Regions from separate parts of the Ovis aries genome. Here region 2 is linked to region 1. The links are chromatin contacts, called in public Hi-C maps. All regions are on one chromosome and are shown on one strand. The core of a region is the stretch at or near the end of the contact, and the rest is flanking DNA. Distances in the headings are between cores, read along the strand shown. Region 1 holds the start of TINAGL1 (tubulointerstitial nephritis antigen like 1). Region 2 overlaps NKAIN1 (sodium/potassium transporting ATPase interacting 1).

Region 1 (4,239 bases), core at 166-2,665:
CCTTTTCAAAAAGGCATTGTTAGTCCCATAAACCGAATCCTTAGATGAGCAAACGCCTTGTTGGTTTCTGGTCAGCTGCAGCACTGATTGTGGCCAGTGGGTGGAAGCAAATCACTGTGGCTGAACAACGACAAAGCCTGGGCCACTTGGTGCTCAGAACACCTGAAATTTAATCTCCCAACAGCCAAGCCCGTTATATATATTATATATATATATATATATATATGTATATTTGAGAAGCACACACACACACACACACACACACACACACATATATATACATATATATATATTTGAGAAGCAAGACTTTCTTAAACATAGTGTGCTCACCCCTGCAGCCCTAAAGGAAAAACACTGAACTGCTTTGAAGTCAAATCTCAGTTCTGCCATTTACCAGCCAGGTGACCCGCAGGTTCACGTCTCTAAAGAGGGGGTGTTATTTGCTCACTGGGTCATTATGAGTCTCCAGCAGGTAAAGGCTGTGGAAGGCAGCATGTGGGCTCAGGAAAAGGCTTTGAGGACTGCAGGAGGAGCCTGGACCTGCAGAGAGTCCCCCTCAGGAGCACCTCATTCTCTAAGCTGTCTCCACCTGCCTCGCTCTCTTCCTCCCCAGTGACCCCCACTCATTCTGCACCCACAGAGCAGGTGCCCACGTGCTGAATACAAAACACACTGCATGGCGGGGTTCACTCTACATGGACCCCCACAAACCTTGAGTGTGCACCTGCGCTGGCATTGCCACCCATTTCACTGGCCCATTCATCCTTCCACACTTCTTGTCCCTTTTCCACTCCGCCCCTCTCCTGAGAACACCAGGACCTTCTGCCTCCTCGTTCCCACCATGTTCTTGCTTCTTATTCCGCTAAGAAAGAAACAGTAGAGTTCCATGTTCTCCCAGTGACCTGCCTGTCCCTGTGGAGGCACTGGAGGAGTTCCCATCTGGGCGCACCCCACCTCAGTTCCCCAACCCCGCCCCAGAGCACAGGACGCCAACCGCTCCCACCAACCCAAGGACGTTGCTTTGCCACTGTCGCCTCTCTTTCTGCGTCTTAGTTATCTTGCCTTCTGTCAGTCATCCCTGTGAGCCTACAAACAAGCTGTAATATCTCTCATCTTAAACCTTCCTTGACCTACACAGGCGCCTCTTCCAGCAACTCTCCCATTTCCTGCTCCTCTTACAGCACAACTAACTTCCTGGAAGAGGTGCCCACACCCCATCCTCTCTGGACCCCACTTCCACCAACCTTCCTAGGCGTTAAAACCCGCTGGTTAAGATCACCGATGACCTCCGCTCTCCGACGTCGTTCTCAGCCCTCACCTCACCCACTCTGGGGGGAGTCCTGGGCACAGAGCTGTGGGCTGCCGTCCTGGAATATTTCTCCTCTCAGTTCCCAGGACTTGTGTCATCCCTCTGCTTATTTACTTCCTGGCTGAGCTGGCAAGCCCCAGGGATGGAAAGTCCAACCAGTGTGGACCGCGCCCCATGGACGGTCATATCTGCCCTCCCGACCTCTGCCCTTCCGACCTCTGCCCTGAAATCTGATGCTTGTACCTGACTCCATTTGGATGTTGGATCGGCTTTTCATACGTGCCTTTTCCAAAACAGAACTCTCCATTTTAATCCCTCCTAACCCGCTTCTCCTCCTGCCCTGCATCCCCATCTGTATACCACAGCCACAGCCCAAAGCCCTGGAGTTGTCCTGGACTCCTCTCTTTGCCTCTTACCCACCTCTGACCCCTTCAGAAAGTTCTCTGCTCTTGACCTTTGCAGTCCATGCTGAACCTGGTGCAGCTCACCACCTGTACTGTGACCACTGTCATTTCCCAGGACTGGCAGGAGCCCCTTAACTTCTCTCTGCATCCTGTCACACTATTCACCTGCCCAAACCTGCCAGGGCCTCCCCAGCCCCTTCCCCACCTTTTTTGCCTCAGAGCTAAGTCAGATCCCTGACCCACCTGAAGCTTGATGAGATCAGCCCCCAATCCTCCTCCTGCCTCAACTCCCAACACCTCCCCTCACTCACTCTGCTCACCCACACGGGCTTCTTGCCTGTGAGGGAACACTGTCTGTCCCTGGCCTTGGACTTGCTGTTTCCAATGCCTGGAACTCTCTGACTCAGGTAAGCACAAGCTCCCTTCAGGTCTCTGCTCACCTGCTATGTCCTCGGAGAGGCCTCCCCAGACCCCTCTATCTAAAATAGCACTGTCTTTTATCACTCACTGGCCCCTTGCTTGCTTTATTTTTCTTCACAGCCCTTATTGCTTCCACTTCATTTTATTAGATTTAGGGGTTTGTTTATGCTCTTTTTCCAACTAAAAAGTTAGCTCCATGAGCTTAGATTCTTGTCCATCATGTGTCACCTGTACCTAGAACAGTGCCAGGCAAGGTCTAGGCTCTTGCATTTTATTTTATGGATGGATGAATGAGTAGATAGATCAATGGGTGAATGGATGGATGGATAGATGGATTGGTGGAAGGGTGGATAGATGGATGGATGGATAGATAGGTGGATAGATGGATAGATAGGTGGATGGATGGATAGATGCATAGATGGGTGGATGGACAGATGGGTGGACGGATGGATGGATCGATAGGTGGATAGATGGATAGATAGGTGGATGGATGGATAGATGCATAGATGGGTGGATGGACAGATGGGTGGACGGATGGATGGATAGATGGGTGGATGGATGGAGAGATGGTTGGATGGATGGGTGGGTGGGTGGATGGATGGATAGATGGGTAAATGGATAGATAAATGGATGGATAGATGGATGGATGGGTGGATGGAGGGATGGATAGATGAATGGATAGATAGATAGATGGATAAATGAATGGATGGAAGGGTGGATGGATGAATAGATAGGTGGGTGGATGGATAGATGAATCAATGGATGGGTGGATGGATGATGGCTAGATGGGTGGGTGGATGGATAGATGGGTGGATGGGTGGATGGATGGATAGGTGGATGGATAAATGAATGGATAGAAGGGTGGATGGATGAATAGATGGGTGGGTGGATGGATGGATGGATAGATGGGTGGGTGGATGGATGGATAGATGGGTGGGTGGATGGATGGATGGATGGATAGATGGGTGGGTGGATGGATGGGTGGATAGATGGGTGGATGGATAGATGAATGAATGGATGGGTGGATGGGTGGATGGATGGATGGGTGGATGGAAGGATAGATGGGTGGGTGGATGGATGGGTGGATAGATGGGTGGATGAATAGATGAATGAATGGATGGGTGGATGGATAGATGAATGAATGGATGGGTGGATGGATGGATGGGTGGATGGATGGATGAATGAATGGATGGGTGGATGGATGGATGGGTGGATGGATGGATAGATGGGTGGGTGGATGGATGGATGGATGGATAGATGGGTGGGTGGATGGATGGGTGGATAGATGGGTGGATGGATAGATGAATGAATGGATGGGTGGATGGGTGGATGGATGGATGGATGGATAGATGGGTGGGTGGATGGATGGATGGATGGATAGATGGGTGGGTGGATGGATGGATGGATAGATGGGTGGATGGATGGATAGATGGATGAATGGATGGGTGGATGGATGGGTGGATGGATAGATGAATGAATGGATGGGTGGATGGATGGATGGGTGGATGGAAGGATAGATGGGTGGGTGGATGGATGGGTGGATAGATGGGTGGATGGATAGATGAATGAATGGATGGGTGGATGGATGGATGGGTGGATGGAGGGATAGATGGGTGGATGGATAGATGAATGAATGGATGGATAGATGGGTGGGTGGATGGATAGATGGATGGATGGGTGGATGGAGGGATAGATGGGTGGATGGGTGGATGGATAGATATCCACAATCACACAGTAAAATGCCCAAAGGGCAAAACACAGAACACATCAAAATCTCTTGCATCTGAATAAAACTTTATTTTTTCCCTAAAGCCCACTCACATTTGTACTTCCAGACACCACTGGGGACGTAAGGGTAGATGTTCCCATTCAGAATTTTCAGTCTCTGGGAGGAGACACATTATCCAAAGGCTGTCTGAACCTGCTACCTTCCTTGGGTGACATCCGCAGATTCATTCCCTCCTCCTGAGATGTTTGCAGGAGAAATATCTGTAGCCCAAGGGTGCATGAGCCGTGGAGGCTGCAGTAAGATTGATAAGGCTGATTCTGGCAGAGGGGGAGGACCCTCTGCAGAAGCTGGAGATCAGAGACTGTCTTGTTTTATCA
Region 2 (4,576 bases), core at 348-2,847, 240 kb after region 1:
GAAGGGATGGGGTTGCCATGGAGACAGAGGCCAAGCCCCAGTCACTGCCTCAGGATAGACCAGGACTGGCCAGATCAGCCCACTGAGACAGTCCAGGGCCTCTCTAACAGCTCTAAGTGTGGTCTCCGAGGGCTAATTATGTGGAAGGTAGTGACCAGCTGCTCCCTGGCTCCTCCAGGCCCGGATGAGGTAGGGGGCTGGGCCACAGCGGGTGGGTATGAAGACAGACAGATGGCAGTCTGAGGGCTAGGAGACTGGGGAGCTGTCCTGAGGAAGAGGGCGCAGCACGGGGGTGGTGGGAGGAAGGAGGTTACCCCTAGAGAGCAGAAGGCGCAGGGTTGTAGGGGTGAGTCTCCCAGTCTCCAAGAACCACGTGGTGGGGTTCTGTAAGGGCTCTGCCCCAGCAGACATTTGTAGAATCAGCTCTTCTGTGTGACCCTGGGTAAGCCCCTTGGCTTCCCTGAGCCTCAGTTTCCTCATCTATCAGTAGAGGTCAGATTAAGAGATGTGACCTGGGACTTCCCAACTGGTCAGGGGTTAGGACTCTGCACTGGCCTGCAAGCCATTTGGCACACCCAAAAAAAGTATAGAGAGCAATGTGACTGGAGTATGAGGGGCAGTATGCAGTAGGTACTCAGTAAGTGGCTGTACAATTCCAAGGCCCACTGGGAGAGGTTAGCTTAGTCTTGGTGGGTCTTTCTTTGTATTTTGTTTTGTTTTTCCATCCTCACTGCACAGCTCCTGGGCTCTTAGTTCCCCAATCAGGGACTGAACCTGGGCCCTTGGCTGTGAAAGTGCAGAGTCCTAACCCCTGGACCACCGGCGAAGTCCCTGGTTTTCTTGTGGGAAAGAGCTTCTTCTCTTCTTGCCCCCTCCGGCTTCCCTTGCTCCCTGGCCTGGGCCGGGTGTTCTGGCATCTGTCCTGAGGAGGGGAAGGTTTCTCATCCAGTGAGGAAAGGAACTGGGCCCTGTGGACTCAACCACTGAGCTGTCAGCACTAAGCCCACAAAAGACACTCAGGAACTGTTGGCAGAATGAATGAATGAGCAGATTTGAAGTGCTCAGAACAGTGCCTGGTGCTGGTTGGAGGTTAATAAACATCAGCTGTTACTTCTCTGCCCATGGGAGGCTGGGCTGGGTGGCTCATCAGAGCAGAGCAGATTCTGTCCCCACCTCTGCTCTGTCCCTTCATATCACCTTGGCTGTCTGGAGAGATGTCTGGCAGGTAGGAAGAGCAGTGGAGATAAGAACTCAGATCTTAGCTCTGCCACATCCTGTCTGAGACACTTGGGGAGACTCAAGAAGACTGCTCTGAGCCTGCCGTGTAGGAGGGGAACCTTCATATCAAGGTGGCCACACTAGGGCTCTGGGGAGAGGGCTGCTGGCACCTCGAGAAGGGGTGGTGATGGGTCTGAGTATAGTCAGGCAAGGGGAGGCAGGGCTGTGATGACCCAGGCAGAACCTAGAGAGACAGGTTGAACCAGGGACTGGCAGAACCAGAAGTCCCAGGATCCCAAGGCCAGTCGCCCTGCAGGCAGGTAGGCTGCAGCAACAGCAGGCCTAGATAGTAACCTGGAGCTGGAGTGGCCCCCATAGTGCAGATGAGAACACTGAGGCCCAGAGGAGTTTTGCCCTTGGTCCCAAAGCACGTTCCCATCACAGGAGATCTCAGATCCTGAGCCACCCAGCTGCTCTTCCACATAGTCTTGCGATGAATCAACAACATCTTACAACATTTTCTCTTAACTTTTAAAAAAAAGTGTAGGTTTGTTGTAAAACATCTCAGAAATCCAAAAGTATTGTGTATTTAAAAGCAGAAGTCTCCCGTTTCCCGCTCCCTAGGGAGAACTTCTCATAACCATTTGTTGTATGTTTCCCTGGCCCTCCGTTCGGCATTTACAGTCACACACATCTTGTATCTGTCTTTTTTTTTTTTTTTTTTCTTTTAAACATAAATGGAATCATATTGTTCTGCAGCTTTTTTTTTCTTTTTTTTCTTTTCACTTAACAGTGATAGCCTTGGACATTTTCCAGGAGGATCCAGGCTGGGCCAGAGAGAGGCAGAAGGGCTGCGAGAGCCCTTGCAAAGAAAGGGAGAGAGAGAGTGTGTGTGTTGCGGTAGGAGGAATTCCCCACAAGTCACTACACACAGTGAGTGGGAAACCAGGCAGAGAAGCCTCCATCCTCGGCTCCCAGAGGACTGTGGCATTTGGTCTCTAGGCTTGAATTCTCTGTGGCCAAAGCCACACTGGCTTGCTTATCACCATATACCCCACATTGTGCCTGGCACATAGTAGGTGCTCAAGAAATGCTTGTCGGATGAATTGAGTCCCTTTTAGGCCCATCTTCCCTGACCCTGCCAGAGGCTACCTAGTCTCCGTTGACTGTACTCTTTAATCTCTTGCTGGGTGTTTATTTTGACTCATGCTCAAATGGCTATGGACGCCAGATGGACCCTAGAAAGGGGGTCCATCCCTGAGCTCTGAGCTCAGAGAAAGAGAGAAGACCCTCCCCTTAGACAAGTCACTGCCCTTCTCTGCTGTCAGTTTGCTCCCCTCTCTAATGAGGGCTTGGACCAGCGGGTCTCCAGGGGTCCTTCCAGCTCTGCCATCTGTGGCTTCAGCCCCACTACCTCATTTCACGGATGAGGAGCTGAGTCGACTTTAATTTTGTCAGCTGCCTCAGAAATCCATTGGGAAAGCGGGGGGCTTCAGTTTGGGGATGCATCTGAGGTTGCTGCCGTGTCCTAAGCACCAACTGTGTGCCAGGCACCCGCTCTAGAGCTTCACATGCACTGTCCGGAATCCTCAGGGCATTTTTCCGGTGAGCAAACAGGCTGGCTCAGAAAGGGGGAGTAACTTGCCCAAGGCCACACAGTGAGTCAGGGGCTGATCTGGGAGTGGAGCTCTGGTCTACCTAGAGCCCCCAGTGGCGAGCTTTTCTCGCCTTAGGATCTCTGTGAACTAAAGCCAATAAAGGAAAAAAATTAATAATGTGATGTCAGTAAAGGAGACCAGGTTGGACCAAACTATTCTCCAGAAACTTCAGGGTCCCCTTCCTCATTGTTTTCCTAGACAACCTGACTTCTGTATCTAAGTCCCCTGGCGACATGGCTAGAATTTGGGGCAAAAAGTAGTTGACTTGCAGAACTGGCTGGCAAGGGCTTGGGCACAAGAGGCTTCTGATGGGGTTCTGAGGCCCCAGGCTTAGCCCTCTCCCCCAGCTAGTTTCCTGGGGCTGGGGTGGGCCCATCTGCATTATTCATTCTTCACCCCTCAACCCCCAACCCCCCACCTGGTGCTGGGCTCCTGGGGTTGGCGTCTAGACAGACAAGAGCATCCTACTGAGAACAGAGGCAGCCCTGACTCAGGGCTGAAGGTTACCATGGCAACTGCATCCCCCTCAGCTGGCAGCTACCCGATAAATAAATAATCAGGGATGGGGGTGGGGAGCTCAAGGCTGGGGGAGGGGCAGCAGGGGAGCCTGGTGGAGACTTCACTCTGGAAAGAGGGGTGGGTTAGGCTTGAAGTGGCCTGGGGGCTGGTATTGCAATCGGCCAGGTGAGAGAGGGTAGAGGGAGGAAAATGGCCAAAAGTGAGAGATTCAGATCAAAGTACCGGGACTTGATGACTGGGCATCAAGTGAGCAAGAGTCTAGGACCTAAAGCTTAACTTTCTAGCTCATGTAGCTGGACACCTCATATTAAGTTCATGATGAACCATCCAATGGGTGCTTGGTTATAAAGGGGCTGGAGGCTTAAAGGACTGAAGTTGATGGGAGGTATGCATTTGCTGGGACACATGGGTATGAAGAGAGGCTGGGCTGCACCACAGTCAGGCCTGAGAAGTGGAGGATGTGTATGCCAGGCATGGCTCTCACTGCTGGAAATGCAGCAGTGAACATCCCCGCTCTCGTGGAATTTGCTGTCTAATGCAGGAGATGGTAAATAAGAAGTAAGTAGTATGTTAGTCAGTGAAAAGTGCCATGGAAAAAAAATTAAGTGGTGGAGGGGGCGAGGAGCGGGGAGTTCTGCAAAGGAATATAATTTTACATGGTGCTGACTCTCCTCAAGATCAGATGAGGGAGGTACTGTGAAACATACCCATTTTGTTGCTGAGGAAACTGAGGTACAGAGAGGTTCAGTGACTTGCCCAGAGTTGTAGCAAAACCAGTGGCACCAGGGTTCTAACCCAGCTCTGCTCCTAATTTCCCAGAAACAAATTGTTATAGCAGGTGGGTGGGGGAGTGAGTGGCAGGAAGGATGTGAAGAACTTTAATCAACTTTGGATGTGAGAACATTGGGATAGATAAGGCATTAGCTGGAGGGGAAAAGCGGTTATTGTTTTTTTTAATAGAAGAGGCTTGAGCATGTTTAGGAGCCAGGGGGAAGGATTACGGGCAGGGGAAGAAGTTAAGTTTACAAGAGAAGAGATTGCGGATGATGTGAGCTCCTGAGAAGGTAGAGGACACAGTTCGGAGTGCAGGAGGAGGCACTGGCCTTGGGTGGGAGGAGGAGTGGAGCCTCAAGTGTAGGAGATGGGGGTGAAGGAGACCAGGCCTTCACCCAGAGCAGGGG

Evidence for each region. A called contact is a pair of places that touch in the nucleus more often than the background predicts.
Region 2: a contact with region 1 is called in a Hi-C map of omental adipose tissue, with 5 times the contacts expected there. The contact joins the enhancer-like site here to the promoter of TINAGL1 in region 1. A contact is called at or near these places in 8 of 16 Hi-C or Micro-C datasets (blood, hypothalamus, liver and 4 more).

What each region holds. Positions count from the first base shown.
Region 1 is chr2:235,924,747-235,928,985 of ARS-UI_Ramb_v3.0, forward strand. It overlaps TINAGL1 (tubulointerstitial nephritis antigen like 1), which reads right to left and starts at 1,416. Exons shown (of 13, transcript XM_042245024.1): 1 at 1,245-1,416. It overlaps LOC101107259 (antizyme inhibitor 2-like), which reads right to left. Exons shown (of 7, transcript XM_042245025.2): 7 at 3,911-4,239.
Region 2 is chr2:236,167,709-236,172,284 of ARS-UI_Ramb_v3.0, forward strand. The region is part of intron 1 of NKAIN1 (sodium/potassium transporting ATPase interacting 1); the gene reads left to right. Among named protein-coding and RNA genes, the nearest start is that of NKAIN1, 32 kb to the left of the region's middle. Within about 2 kb of position 1,598, at least 3 of the 54 cell types and tissues checked have an H3K27ac peak or open chromatin away from gene starts, as enhancers often do.